Regions from separate parts of the Sus scrofa genome. Here all the other regions are linked to region 1. A link is a contact called in public HiChIP or PLAC-seq data. All regions are on one chromosome and are shown on one strand. Each heading gives the region's core, a stretch centred on a gene start, on an enhancer-like site or on the middle of the called end of the contact. The rest is flanking DNA. Distances are from core to core; before and after follow the strand shown.

Region 1 (4,279 bases), core at 547-3,046:
TTTTCTGGGGAGTGGTCATGCCTCCCCAGAAGAAAATATATTGGAAAGCATCAGATAAGGAATTTATGTTAGCAATTCTTTGGATTTCTAAAGCCAACACCTTCTCTGCTTTCTTTAGTAAGGAAAAGACTCACCATATAGCTAGTTTCAGTATAAAAATTATACACAGGTATGCACATGAGCATTACTGTATATGCATATGGTATATAGTGAGAAGGACATTCTTATGTTATTTCTGTTTTGATTTTCCTCCTAGCAACCAAATATGCTTGACTGGTTTGACACAGGGAGCACGAGCACTGCACAGTTCCATGCTTCTGTTTCATATCCTCCCATCATTCCTAGAAGGAAAGGCATTGCCTCAAAACTGTGTTATTGTTACACAGTGTGGATAAGATTCATCCCCAAACTTCAGCTTTCATTCTTAACCTAATGGCCTAATGCACTATCACGAGTCCTAATACTGCTTTGCCTATAATATAAATAGGCAGACTCACCCAGGATTTTTTGTTTTGGTTTTTTAATATGTTTTTTGAAGCAGCCCTGTAGAGATTCAGTTTCGTTTCCTGATCTGTCCTGGGTTCCCAGGGTGACTGTTCTTGCTGCAGCTAACACTTTCCTGGTCTCTTGGTGAGCTTGCTTCTCCTTGAGCATGCTAACCTGATAAGGTTCTCTTGCTACACACTCTTTCATCTTAAATCCTTCAGAGAACTTCATGCCCTCACAACCCCGGCAACCCCCACCACTCCCCAGCTTTTCTTCCTTTTCCTTCACAACTATCCTTTCGCTACTCCCAGCTGTAGCCCTGGATGCTTTATGATCGTCTCACCTTCAGTCATTCAACTAACATTTACTGAGTCCAGCTTTGTGCTAGTTCTTGGGGATTCGGCAACGTATTAAACATGACCCCTGCCCATTAGGATCACTGCTATACTCTCCTCTACAACTTATTTTTTTTCCAGTCCCATGTGGCCTGCAAAACTACACCCTCCCCACCCCCATCCCCAACACACGTCTGACTTTATCAAAAACACTCCTAAATCATGGGGATTTAAATACAGCACAGTGACTACAGTTAATTATAGTGTATTGTCTATTTGAAAGTTGCTAAAGGGTAGATTTTAAAAGCTCTCCTCAGAAGGAAAAAAATATTTGTAACTATGTCTGGTGATGATGCTACCTAGACACGAACTCATTTCGAAATATATACAAATCGTTATATTGTACAGCTGAAACGAACAATGTTATATGTCAATTATAATCTCAATTTTTAAAAAGTAAAAAGCAAAACATTCCTACAATTTTTTTTTTTTTTCCTTCCTCTAGAAGCGTCCCCTTTTAACCCTCACTTCATTTACTCATTTTTGCCTCCTACTTCGGCCACTATTTCCTTTCCATTCGCAGGAGAGCCAAACGCCCTGTCTTTTCAATCTTCTGATTCCCTGGTTATTCTCCCTTCTCCAACCCCTTTTTAAAAAACAGGCGGCTGTGCGTATGGGAGGGGTGGGGGTGGCGGGGAGTCTGCCTAGAACGTCTGGCACCCTGCTCCCCTAACTCCGCCCTACCACTCTGCCCTCAACCTTTCGTTACCTCTCTTCCCGCGGCTGCGGCCGGCCCCAGGCCCCTGGGCTTTCCGTTGTTTCATGGCGAGCCCGAGCTCCTCTTCATCAACTCAAATCCGGCCACAGCACCCAAGCCGTAACCTCCCGCCATCCCTTCCCACCGCGCTTGCGTTCCCCAGCAACTGGCGCCGCTGGGCAGCCTGGGAGGCAGGAAGAAGCGACTCTTTCTCTAACAGTCCCCGGGAAGCCATGAGAAAGAAAGGCGGCATACTCCTTCAGACCAGGAGACTACAACACCCAGAATGCTTTGCTACACTACCTTCGCGGGGTTGGAGACGGTCTCCTCCAGCTGCGCAGGCGCAAAGGGATACTCCCTTTGAGGACTCCATTGCCCAGGGTGCATTGCTTTCAGGAGCACTTCTCTTTCCGTCTGGGATCGTGAAGTTCTCCGCTTGGGGTCTGAGGGGTCCGAGACTCCGTTACCCAGCTCCCTTTGTGAAGTGCTGTTGCGCACTTCCGGTGGAAGCGCAAGGCGAGGGGGTGGAGTCTACGGAGCCGGTGGGCGGTGCTGCCGGTAGCTGGGTGCTGTCCAAAGGCTACAGGGCGTCGCTAGGGGAGCGAGCTGTGACCGGTTGGGCCGCTCTTAGCGTGGGACGGAGCTTCGGCTACAGTTCGGCTACCTGCGGCCTCCCCTTCATGTCGGCCCTCGAGAAGAGCATGCACCTCGGCCGTCTGCCCTCTCGCCCGCCTCTCCCCGGCAGCGGGGGCAGTCAGAGCGGAGCCAAGATGCGAATGGGGTACGTGACCCATACCCCTTCTCCCTAGAGGCCAGGCCCCGGCCATTGGAGAATGGTGTCTCTGCGCGTTTAGGGCGGCACGACCAGGAGGGCTCAGGAGGGGAGAAGATGTTGGCGGCGGCCTGGAGACGTTTAGATGAAGTAGGAGGTGGATCTGGGGACTAGGGGAGGCGCCAAGTCAATGGAATTGGAGGACAAATAGTATTGGAGGGAGGGGAATGAGGCAAAGATTGAAGAGGCTGAGAGGATCGTGTAAGAGAGGTAATGAGGCACCCCCAGAAGAAGGGGTGGAGGAGGTTTGAGAAAAGGGAGATGAGCGGTGACAGAGGTGGAGGGAAGTCTGCCAGGGAGGGCTGAGAGAAATGGGAAATGACAGAGAAAAGTTGAGGGGAATTAGAAGAACCAGGGAAATATTAGGAGGCGTAAGAAGACTGTGAACACTAGGTGTTAGAAAAAGCCGACGGAAAGCGAGAACACCTGAGGCAGGGTTGGAGCAGACGAGAGAAACAGGGAGCAGAAGGTTCTAGAGAGAGTTCCTAGAGGTGTAAGAGGCAGATTCAGGGAGTGAGCGGGCGACTTAGAGATTGGGTCTCTTGAGGGGTACCGCGCAAGTGTGGAGAACAGGCCAGAGGAAAGATGGAGAACACACTCCAGAAGACTGTTGGGGTGAGATGTGCGGGCGGGGATAAGGGGAGGAGGGCTGAGGGCCTTAGAGACTGACCAGGGGCTCCACAGACGGAGAGATGACTAGGAACAGGGTTTAGGGAACGCAGGGCTGCAGAGCTAAGTCCAGGATGCATAAAGAGGGCGATTTGGGCAATTGATTTTTTCTGGGCTAATACATCTGATGGAAGCTATGTTTGGGTCTGATAAGATTCAATTAACAGAGTATGGAGTGTAGCCACTTAAAGTGTTTTAGGGGAAACCTTCCTTTACTGGGTTGGGAGGAGCTGTTTGCTTTGGGAGTTTTAGGTTATTGAATGGCTTGTGCCAGGTTCGGGGGTATGAAGGTGTAGAAGAGAGAGTATAACGTGTTGAACATGGGAGAGGTAGTTATTTGAAACAGAGGTAATTGAACAGGGAGTTGGTTTTGCGGAGTATTTGTAGAACCAGGATTCTGGAGACTAGTGACTGTAAAGAAAAAAGGGGTAGGAAAAATACTTAGGTCTGAGGTAGTCAAGTGTATGTGTTTGGGATTCTAAAGATAGGTTGGTAGCTATTTTTGGAATCAGGACTAGAGAAGAAAACCTTAGATTCTGAAGAGATGTTATGTACAAAAAATGATCAAAAAGGAGATGAAGGTAAGATAGGTAATGCTGTGAAAGCAGGTCCTAGAAACAAAGAGAAAGGAGAGTCCTATAGATTAAAATAGGTAGAGGGGTGGTTAGAATGATTGGAAAAACCAGGAAACTTTGAGGTAGAGACCTATGAGACACAGTAGAAAATTGAGAAAATTTTGACGGAGAAGATAGGTCGAAGGATGCACAGTACAAAGAGGTGATGGAAGGCTACATGTAAGATAAAATGAAGATTGTTTTAGCTTTGATAGACAGTAAGGTAGAACTGTAACATGGAGCACCTGGAAGTTGATCTATAACAGATTATTTGGGAAAAATTAACCTGGAGGGTAAAATTAATGTAACGTTTATTGTTGATACGTATCTTGGTTGCTGTCTTAAACTAAACTTTGATCTTTCAGTATTCCATCACTCTTCACTAAAAGTACATAAAAATGTTAGTTTTTAAATAACTATGCATGCTTCAGATAAGTTTAATTAGAGTTTAGCTTCTCATTTTGTCAAAACAAGTTCTCTGAAGATGAACTGAAGAAGAGAAAATAAAATACTAAGAGAAAAAACATCTACTGATTAGAAGATTATTAGTAACTTAAGCTGATTAAATAGATGCTTTGGTCTTTTT
Region 2 (4,279 bases), core at 1,050-3,549, 250 kb after region 1:
CCTTTCACTTCAGGGAGTCATCAGAGTCACTGAATGACAACAGGTGGCTTTAAACAATAGCAATTAACTATACTAAACTTGTAAGGGTAACATTCATTTGTAATTTAGTTTTCTCCGCTGAAGATATTTATATGGTCAGTTTGTAGTACATATCATTCACAGTATGGTAAGCCTCTTTGATTTCTATTAGACTTCTTCACCCCATTGGACTAAAAGCAGCAGAGGAATCACTGAATCTTCGCTTCTTTTGTATCCTTCCACAACAAGGAACTACATTCACAGCAGGCCATTAATAAATACTGGCAAAAGGACTTTAAAGTTATTTTCACTTTGCACATCCTTATGATAATTAATGAGATATCACAGGTTTTGCACACTTGACTGAAAAAAATATATATATAATGAGATGCTAGTTCTCTCATTTGGTATCTCAATCAAAACACTCTAGGTTCTTGCTACTTCCTCAAAGTGTGGTCCACAGACCAGAAGCATTAGTATCACTTGGGAGTTCATTGTGAAGTAGAATCTCAGGCCCCACCCCAAGCCTCTTAAATCACAATCTGCATTTCAAGATTCAGGGGATCTGTAAGTACTTCAAAGTTTGAGAAGCACTGGTTTAGACTCCAGAGGAAGAATCAGAATGTCCAAGACATATATATATATCCCAGGCATAGTAAATAACTCGTAATTGCTTATTTGTTGGTCTTCCTTATCTTCTGACTGAAGGCTGTTGAGGGCAGGAACCAACCCTTTCTAGCTTCCTCAACAATAGCATACCCTGGACCTAAAGGCCCCCGCACATTACCCACTGCTCAACAGATATTTTTTGCTGAATCCATGAATTACTCAACAAAGTGAAAATAAAACTTTTTCAGAAAGCTAATAATCCTTTATGAGACTGAATAACAATTTCACATATTACCGTACCAATTCTTTCATTCAGTATCAGTAACTCCATTTAAACATATTGTCCTCTCTACATGAGCGAATGCATTTAGACTTTCACAAAGCAAAAGCCTGGATCATCTTCCTCTGGTTGGAGCCACCAGGGGCCTCTTTTCAAGCGAGCTAGCTCTATTTTAATTCTAGCTCTCACATATCCATCCCATATGCCCGCACAAGAGGAAATCGCCGCAACAATTTGGAGGAGTGGGAGGAATGGGGAGGGAGTCGGTAAAGCAAAAACAATTCTGTGTCAGAAACATCACATGAAACCTGGAAAACGATTTCTGGAACAGGATACTTCCAGAAAACAACTCCTGGCCGAGAAAGAAAGAGAACCTCTACCTTTCTCAAAAGCAAAAGGTGATATTAGAGAATATACCAGGGAGTGATAAAAGACCGGCGATTACCTAGCGACGAAAGGTGGAAACACACCGGACCAGGACTAAAGCGGATAGCGGTTAGAAACGTCCAAGAAGGGTGCGGGGGGAAACGGGGAGGGGGGGGCGAAACCCAACAAAACCACTTTCAGATTTGTTAAATAGGAAGTCAAGGGAGAAGAAAGGGAAAAGGAAATAGCTCCAGTAAGGGTAGAGCTTATGATGATGATGATGATGTTATACTATTATTATTTTTTGAGAGAGATGACATACACCTGGGGGGGGGGGGCGGAGGAGGAAGGGAGGTTGCAATTTCGCTCACTGCAAAAGGAAGCGACTACAGGCGTTCCTTCTCAGCTTAAATGGTCCCAGGAGGCAGCCCAAGCATAGGTGCGTGGTAACGCCCGACTCCGCTGACCCCCGCCCGGCGGCGGGAGCCGTCTCCCCCACAGCCCGCCGGGCAGCGGGTGGGGACGCGAAAGGGCGTACAGTGTAAGGGGTGGGGGGCGGGAGGAGAGGGCGGATGCCGAGCCGACCAGGTACCCACCTTATCCCAACGCAGCCACTGCCCGATGGCCGTGTCTAGCTGAGGGTCCCCGGTGTGGTAGGGGGTGTGGAGCAGGTTGGAGTTCAGGTCTCCCTCTGCGTTTTCAGCCATGGCAGCCTGACGGGGGTGCGGGCCTAGGGGACCCGCGCAGACACCGAACTGGAAGGGCTTGACGTACGCTCACCAGGGTCGCGACGCCCCCTCCTCACTGAAGGGCATTGGAGACCAGCCGCAGGATGTTTGTGCCAGCTCCTGCGCAGCTTCGGGGAAGCACGAGAGGGGGCGCGCGGCCGCCCGCTCCCCACTAGACCAGCTCCCGGTCTCTCTGGGCGAACGGACCGAGGCGGTCCCGCCGCGAGAGAACAACAGTCCCAGATGTCTGGGTTGTGGCCGCCGCCGCCAGCAGCGCTCGCCGCCTTAGGCCCCGCCCCACCCGCGCCGCCGGCCCCGCCCCTTCCCGCCCCTGCAGATTTAAGCCCCCGGGGCACCGGGCGGTGGGAGGCGCTGGCCGGGAAGCGACGCCTTCCTAGCCCCACGAGTTAGGGCCCGCCAGGTGGTGAGGAACGATTTTTAGTTTTTAATTTGCCTTTTTCCATGTGCTTTGTCCTTGTTACGATCCCCGCAGACTCCCATGCGTCTCCTTTTCTGGCTCAGCCACCGAGGGGCGCCCCAGGGCTCCCGTGTGAGCCCGCAGGGCGCGCGAAGGCCCCCTCCCGTTTAGTCTCAAGGCTCGCGCTGGCGGGAGGGTGCGCCCGGCTGTCTCCGCACGGCCTCACGGGAGTTGTAGTTCTTTTCTTTCCCAGCGGTGTGTTGAGACTGCGGCAAAGACTACGCCTCCCAGCAACTCCATGCCCTGCGTTTTCTCAAAGGATAAAAGACCTCTAGGCTGGTCCCTGCGGGCACACCCTGTCGGTTTAGGAACCTTCACGTTGTGGCCCCGGGCTTCAATTAAATTAAACAAGACAGGTACAGTAAGGGAGTGTGCTTTACAATTTACGAATCGCGACCTGTGGTTTCACCCATCCTGTGACAGAGTAAATTAGACGTGATCCATCCCCATTTTACACACAAAGAGGAAACTGCCTCTGAGTGAACCCGACCTTCTCAAAGAGACGGAATTCCTAAGTGCCTGGACGAGGGTTCCAACCTCGTTTCAGATCTCAGCTGGCACTTCTTTTTGCTCTGCTGCTACAGTGGACTGGGAGGTAGGGAGAACAAGATGACTGGAGGGGAAAAAGACAAGTTGTGAAAGACGAAAGATGTGTTAGCATTTAATTAAGCATGAGTAAGAATGTGTGAGCATCTTAACAGAGTGCAAAGAGGAATAGGAATACAGAGGGAGAGGAAAGATGATTGCAATCTTAAATTTCACCTTATTTTGGCCTCCTCTCTTCGCAAGACGAAGTGTGGGAGATGCTAAGTGCTTACCTGACATGGTGCTTAGTCAGACACAGCTGTTACTGAGTTTCTTGATGTAACCTTCTTACAATAGCTCGATACTTTAACCAAGTACCTTACAACTCTTTCGCTGGTGGACGTTTTTGTAAGGAGGGTATAATAATATTTACACCTTTGGAGTTCCTGTCGTGGTTTCAGTGGTTAGCGAATCCGATTAGGAACCATGAGGTTGCGGGTTCCATCCCTGCCCTTGCTCAGTGGGTTAAGGATCCGGGGTTGCCGTGAGCTGTGGTGTAGCTCGCAGATGCGGCTCGGATCCCGCGTTGCTGCGGCTCTGGTGTAGGCGGGAGGCTACAGCTCTAATTGGACCCCTATCCTGGGAACTTCCACATGCCGCCGGTGCGGCCCTAGAAAAGACAAAAAGACCAAAATAATAATATTTACACCTTGGCTACAGCAACTTAATAAATGGCTTTAAAATGCTTTGAGGTTCACAGATAAAAGAAATAATAAATTCAAAATATTCCTTTCGTTCCTCTAAAAGTGCCATTTACCATAATGAAATTCAAACTACCGAGCTACAAATGGATTGTAGCACCAATTCCTGGAATATAATATGCTGTAGTTGGGAATTACAGTTTTTGCTAATCAGTTGAGTGTTTCCTTTACGGAGTCAGCAGGTTCTTTTAATCACACAAGGCCTGGGAAATAACCACGTGTCCTGGGGAGAAATTCACCCTTTGCTCTCATCATTGTTATTGTCCATCATGAATGTCTGTTAAACACATATGTTCTCTACACCGAGTATTATGCCAGGAGCCGAGGCTATAAGAAACTATAAAACATAATTACTCATTTTTAAAAATAAAATTTGCAGAGACAGGATGTTTGCCAAAGACATAGCCCATGATAAACGTCAAATACCTGCTGCAGACAGCTGTTAAGAATTCAGAGTATGAGGTAGTTGGTAAAACCAAGTGGCTGAAGGGACCAGCAATGGGCTTTGAAGGAA
Region 3 (4,279 bases), core at 1,075-3,574, 150 kb before region 1:
GGAACTGTGTAGATCTTAGAAGACAATGAACAAGATCAGTTCAGCCCCTTTGATGCAGTCCAGTTGTATCCCCACCAGCCCCTACACAGCTTGGGCTCCCTAGTGCTGGTTCACTGAGGTGCAGGAGACAGTATCTATCCTGGAGGGGGCTTTATGGTCTGGCACGGGGTTGGGCAGGTGATTCAAGCTAGATTTGGTGTTTGTAAAACATACTCTCAAAATGCAAAGTTGGGGAGTTCCCTGGTGGCTTAGCAGTTAAGGACTCTGCATGGTCCCTGCTGTGGCTCAGGTTTGATCCCTGGCTCCGGAATTTCTGCATGCCACGGATGGACGGATGGACGTGGCCAAACAAACAAAAAAAAGGCAGAGAAGAAAAAAAAAAAAAAGGAGTTCCCGTCATGGCGCAGTGGTTAACGAATCCGATTAGGAACCATGAGGGTGCGGGTTCGGTCCCTGCCCTTGCTCAGTGGGTTAACGATCCGGCGTTGCCGTGAGCTGTGGTGTAGGTTGCAGACGCGGCTCGGATCCTGCGTTGCTGTGGCTCTGGCGTAGGCCAGTGGCTACAGCTCCGATTCGACCCCTAGCCTGGGAACCTCCATATGCCGCGAGAGCGGCCCAAAGAAATAGCAAAAAGACAAAAAAAAAAAAAAAAAAAAAAAAGGCAGAGGAGGGAGCAACCAACTCTGGTGAGTAATCAGAAAGAACTTAGGCCGCGAAGGATGCTGAGCAATGCTCAGGGCTGAGAGGAAGTGCAAAGGCACTGCTCTCTCCTCTGGCCCATAAAACTGACCCCTCTCTGCCCAGTGTTCTCTTCTCCCGCATAAGGGCCACGGCTTCAAGAGAGGCGGGGGTGGGGAAGTGCAGGTCACAGCAGCGAAGTGACAAAGGAAACCAAAAGCTCCATTTTGTTCTCAGAACTGCAACGACACCGTCTCCTCCCTGCCCTGGGAGGAAGGAAGCCGAGCGCGCACCCCAGTGGGGAAGACGACCTGCTTCTTGGCCCCGAGTTTACTTCTTTGCCAGCGCGGGCGGGGCGGCTCTGAGCCCTGCCTGACTGGCTGCCCCTGTTGCGGGGCCAGGAGAAAGAGCCAGAGAATGATGAGCGGAGAGTCAGCTGCGAAAACGGACCCAGGGAAACAGAGCGCACGGGGCTGCTTCCTCCTGCGCTTCTCACCCTGGGTGGCCGGGACCCAGAGGCTACTCCCCACTCAGCTGCTGCCTTTCTTCCTGTTTCCCTGGAGCTTGGCGCACATGAGGCTCAGTGAAGGCTGGCACTTAGGTGGCAGAAGGGGTTGTGACGGTGTTCCAGAATCCCCCGTTTCCTTGCCCTGACATCCCCCTAACCCAGGGGTGCTCACACCTTTTGTCGCCCTCTGCCTGGCATCCTTACTCCTCAGAGCAGCCCTGTGAGGGGCTGCTCCTGCTTCCACTTTACGGGTGAAGGAACTTCCTAAGCCCTGTCTGCAGGCGCCAAAGCCCATGCTATCTGCTTTGCCCTGGTGCCCACTCCTTTCTTTCCTGCTGTTTTCTTAGCCCCAGGCACAGGCAGGGCCTTTCAGGAGCAAGGCCAACACCCAAGTCCTCTCGTGACAATGTGACAGTCCTGAGAAGGTTCAGGCAGATGGCATCCCTTCTCTGGGCATCAGAGACATGACGAATGAGTTAATCATTTCCTGACCTTGATCTGGGTTGCAGAGTTGGGAGGGCCAGAGATAAATAAGACCTAGCCCCCCGCTCACCTCAGAGACAAGTGCACAGAGGCTTAAGTTGCCATTTTGTATGTTGCCTTGCGTTTGCCCAAGTCAGGTCCTTAAGAGCCGTGGGTACAGAGGCAAAGGGGCCTGTGCTAAAGACTAGTAAGAAGATGAAATTAAACTCAGGCCTAACCAGAAAGTTAATCATATGTGACAGTCCCTGGCAATTAACTGCTTTCAAGTCCAAAAACGTACAGCTGATCACCAATCTCAGTCTCGGGGCCAGTCAGCCTGAGTCAGCAACATGAGTTAGAACAAGAGGTTCCTGGCCTGGCTCTGCTGAGACTCCCAGGGTGGCCACCTGGGCCTCAATCTCCTCCTCTGGGGATTACCATCCTTGGCTTGTGGGGGGGGGGGGGGGCTGAGGGCCAGAATGAGACCACGGATATACAGAAGTGCTTCGCGAACTCTTAAGAGGGACTTTACTGGGGCGGTGCTGCTGGTTGTTTTGTTAACGTCCTGCCACCCCACCCCTAGACCACAGGGCAGAGGCAGCAAAGACTCCGCAGTTAGACTGGGCTCTTACCTGGCTTCGTCAGGTCTCACACTGAGGCCTTCAAGATCAAGCTTCTCTAAAGGCCTCCCATTCCTCAAAGCTGCCAGTGGCTATCATGGCCCCATCCCTTGGGTTTTCCATAGAAGATGGCTGGGAGACGAAACACGTAATGGTCATACTATGTGTCCTGTGGGTGAGGACAAAGGAGCGTTTAGAAAAGGAAATGCGCCTTTAACGACCACAGCCCAGCAAGGAAAGGGCCACGGGGCCCAAGGCACACATGCCCCCTCAGTCCTTGCCTGGGGGTGAGAGGGCAGGGAACAGAGTCTGTTTCCCACAGGGCAGCTGAGGGGGATGATTCCAGAGCCCTCCCGCTCCTGCTGCTCCCTCGGTATCACACCCTGCTTTAGTGGGACTCTGTACTCTGTACTCTGCAGAAGCATCGCCCAGCACAGTCAGCAGGCTCTGGGGATCTGAGTGCTGGAGGGGGTCGCGATGGGGCGGAGACAGACGGAATCAACGAGGGCCCAGATCGGGTCTGCGAGGAGGTTAGAGGGGCCGCATCAAGCAGCTCAGTCTCCTGCAGGCAGACAACTGCCCCAGGAATGGCCCGGAGCCGCCTGGGGTGGGAGAGGTCATTCTGGTCATTGCTGAAGGCCCCTCACCCCGGCCGAGGAGAAGCAGTGTTAGGGTGAAGGCTTAAATGACAGCCATTTGAACGCGAGCGGTAAAGAAGAAAAGACAGCAAAAGGGTGAAAGAGAGAAAGAAACAAGACCGAGAAATAAAATACAAAAGAGGAGACGAGGAGGGAAATTAAACGAGGCGCGCGGTCCCCGCGGGCGGGCGGGTAGCGGGCGTGGGGCAGGTGGAGCGGGCGCAAGGCCGGGGCGGGCCGGAGCCGGGCTCACCGGGCCGCAGGGAGAACTCAGGAGAACCGGCAGCTGTCTGTCGTCGGGCAGAGGGCGAGTCCAGGGAGCGCCCTCGATCCGAAGCGGAGAGAAGACGATCCGAAGGCGTGGCGGGCCGGGGCTTGCGGAGAGACCTGCAGCAGCCGCCGCGCGACCTAGACGCCTGGGCAGGGCCTGGGCGGGGCCTGCGGGCTCCGGGGGCGGGGGCGCGACCCGCGAGCCACCGCCTTTCCGCAGAGACCGCCCCGCCCGGGGTTCTCTCCGCGACACCCCCCCTCCACGCCCACTTCCGGGAGCCGATCCCCCGCTCCCCAACCTTGGTTCCCCTGTAGGGTCATCTCCTAGCTCCGCCACCCTCATTGTCGCCCGGAAAGAAGCAGAGGCTGCCCAGGGCCACATACGCCCCCGGCCCCTTGCCAGGGTTCTTTCTAGCAGCGCCCTGAGGCTCAGGTGCAAGAGCACCCACTCCTTCCACGGGCTCAGCCCGCGACCCCCAACTCCACGACCGCAACTTGACGAACCGCAGGCTTTCTCCCCTGGCGCCAGCGGGCTCCCGCGGGGCCCGGCGTCGCTGGCAATTGGTTCAAGTCGCCCCGTGGCGGGAGGAAGGAGCCAATCTAGGCTGTAGCAGCAGGTGGCCGGCAACCGCCAAAGGCAGTTATGCGCAGCCGGGCTTCCCGCCGCCTCCTGGCCCAGTTCAGGGCCCCCAGGCGACTTCCGGCCGGGTTGGGGAGGGGGCGCCAAGCGTGACGCTCCCCCTCCCCCCACTTACAGGGAACCTGCGGGGTCGGGGGTGGGGGCACGCTGGCAGGGAGAAGGCCTGGACCTGCTGCATGCTTAAGCCCCGGCCTGAGAAAGGGCCAGTGGGAGATGTGCCGACCCGGTTTGGTCTCAGGTAGCTGAGGGGTCTTATAGGGGTTCAGATATGTAAACAGCCGGTAATTGTGTCCAATGGCTGCACAAGCGCGTGCGTGTGGAACATAGACTGTTGAGTAATAGTCTCTGTTGGCCCTCAGACGCTGGGCCCCTACGTTTGTGTACCTTCCATCTGGACTCAGTTCTTTTGATGTGCCCTGTCACTATCAGGCCAGGATCCTGAATCCCCGCGGAGCGCGCACCT

The links. HiChIP or PLAC-seq counts read pairs in DNA pulled down with a chosen protein or histone mark.
Region 2: a contact with region 1 is called in an H3K27ac HiChIP or PLAC-seq map of alveolar macrophages. The contact joins the promoter of PGM2L1 here to the promoter of PPME1 in region 1. A contact is called at or near these places in 1 of 47 Hi-C or Micro-C datasets (heart right ventricle) and 1 of 2 datasets of contacts at active chromatin or transcription factors (alveolar macrophages).
Region 3: an H3K27ac HiChIP or PLAC-seq map of alveolar macrophages shows a contact between it and region 1. The contact joins the promoter of UCP2 here to the promoter of PPME1 in region 1. A contact is called at or near these places in 1 of 5 promoter capture datasets (fetal liver) and 1 of 2 datasets of contacts at active chromatin or transcription factors (alveolar macrophages).

The regions. Positions count from the first base shown.
Region 1 is chr9:8,510,995-8,515,273 of Sscrofa11.1, forward strand. PPME1 (protein phosphatase methylesterase 1) reads left to right here and starts at 1,797. Exons shown (of 15, transcript XM_003357190.5): 1 at 1,797-2,359. The coding sequence starts at 1,812. It overlaps C2CD3 (C2 domain-containing protein 3), which reads right to left and starts at 1,849. Exons shown (of 34, transcript XM_021062487.1): 1 at 1,591-1,849. The coding sequence starts at 1,645.
Region 2 is chr9:8,759,422-8,763,700 of Sscrofa11.1, forward strand. It overlaps PGM2L1 (glucose 1,6-bisphosphate synthase), which reads right to left and starts at 2,300. Exons shown (of 14, transcript XM_003129639.5): 1 at 1,870-2,300. The coding sequence starts at 1,980.
Region 3 is chr9:8,362,228-8,366,506 of Sscrofa11.1, forward strand. It overlaps UCP2 (uncoupling protein 2), which reads right to left and starts at 2,325. Exons shown (of 8, transcript NM_214289.1): 1 at 2,281-2,325.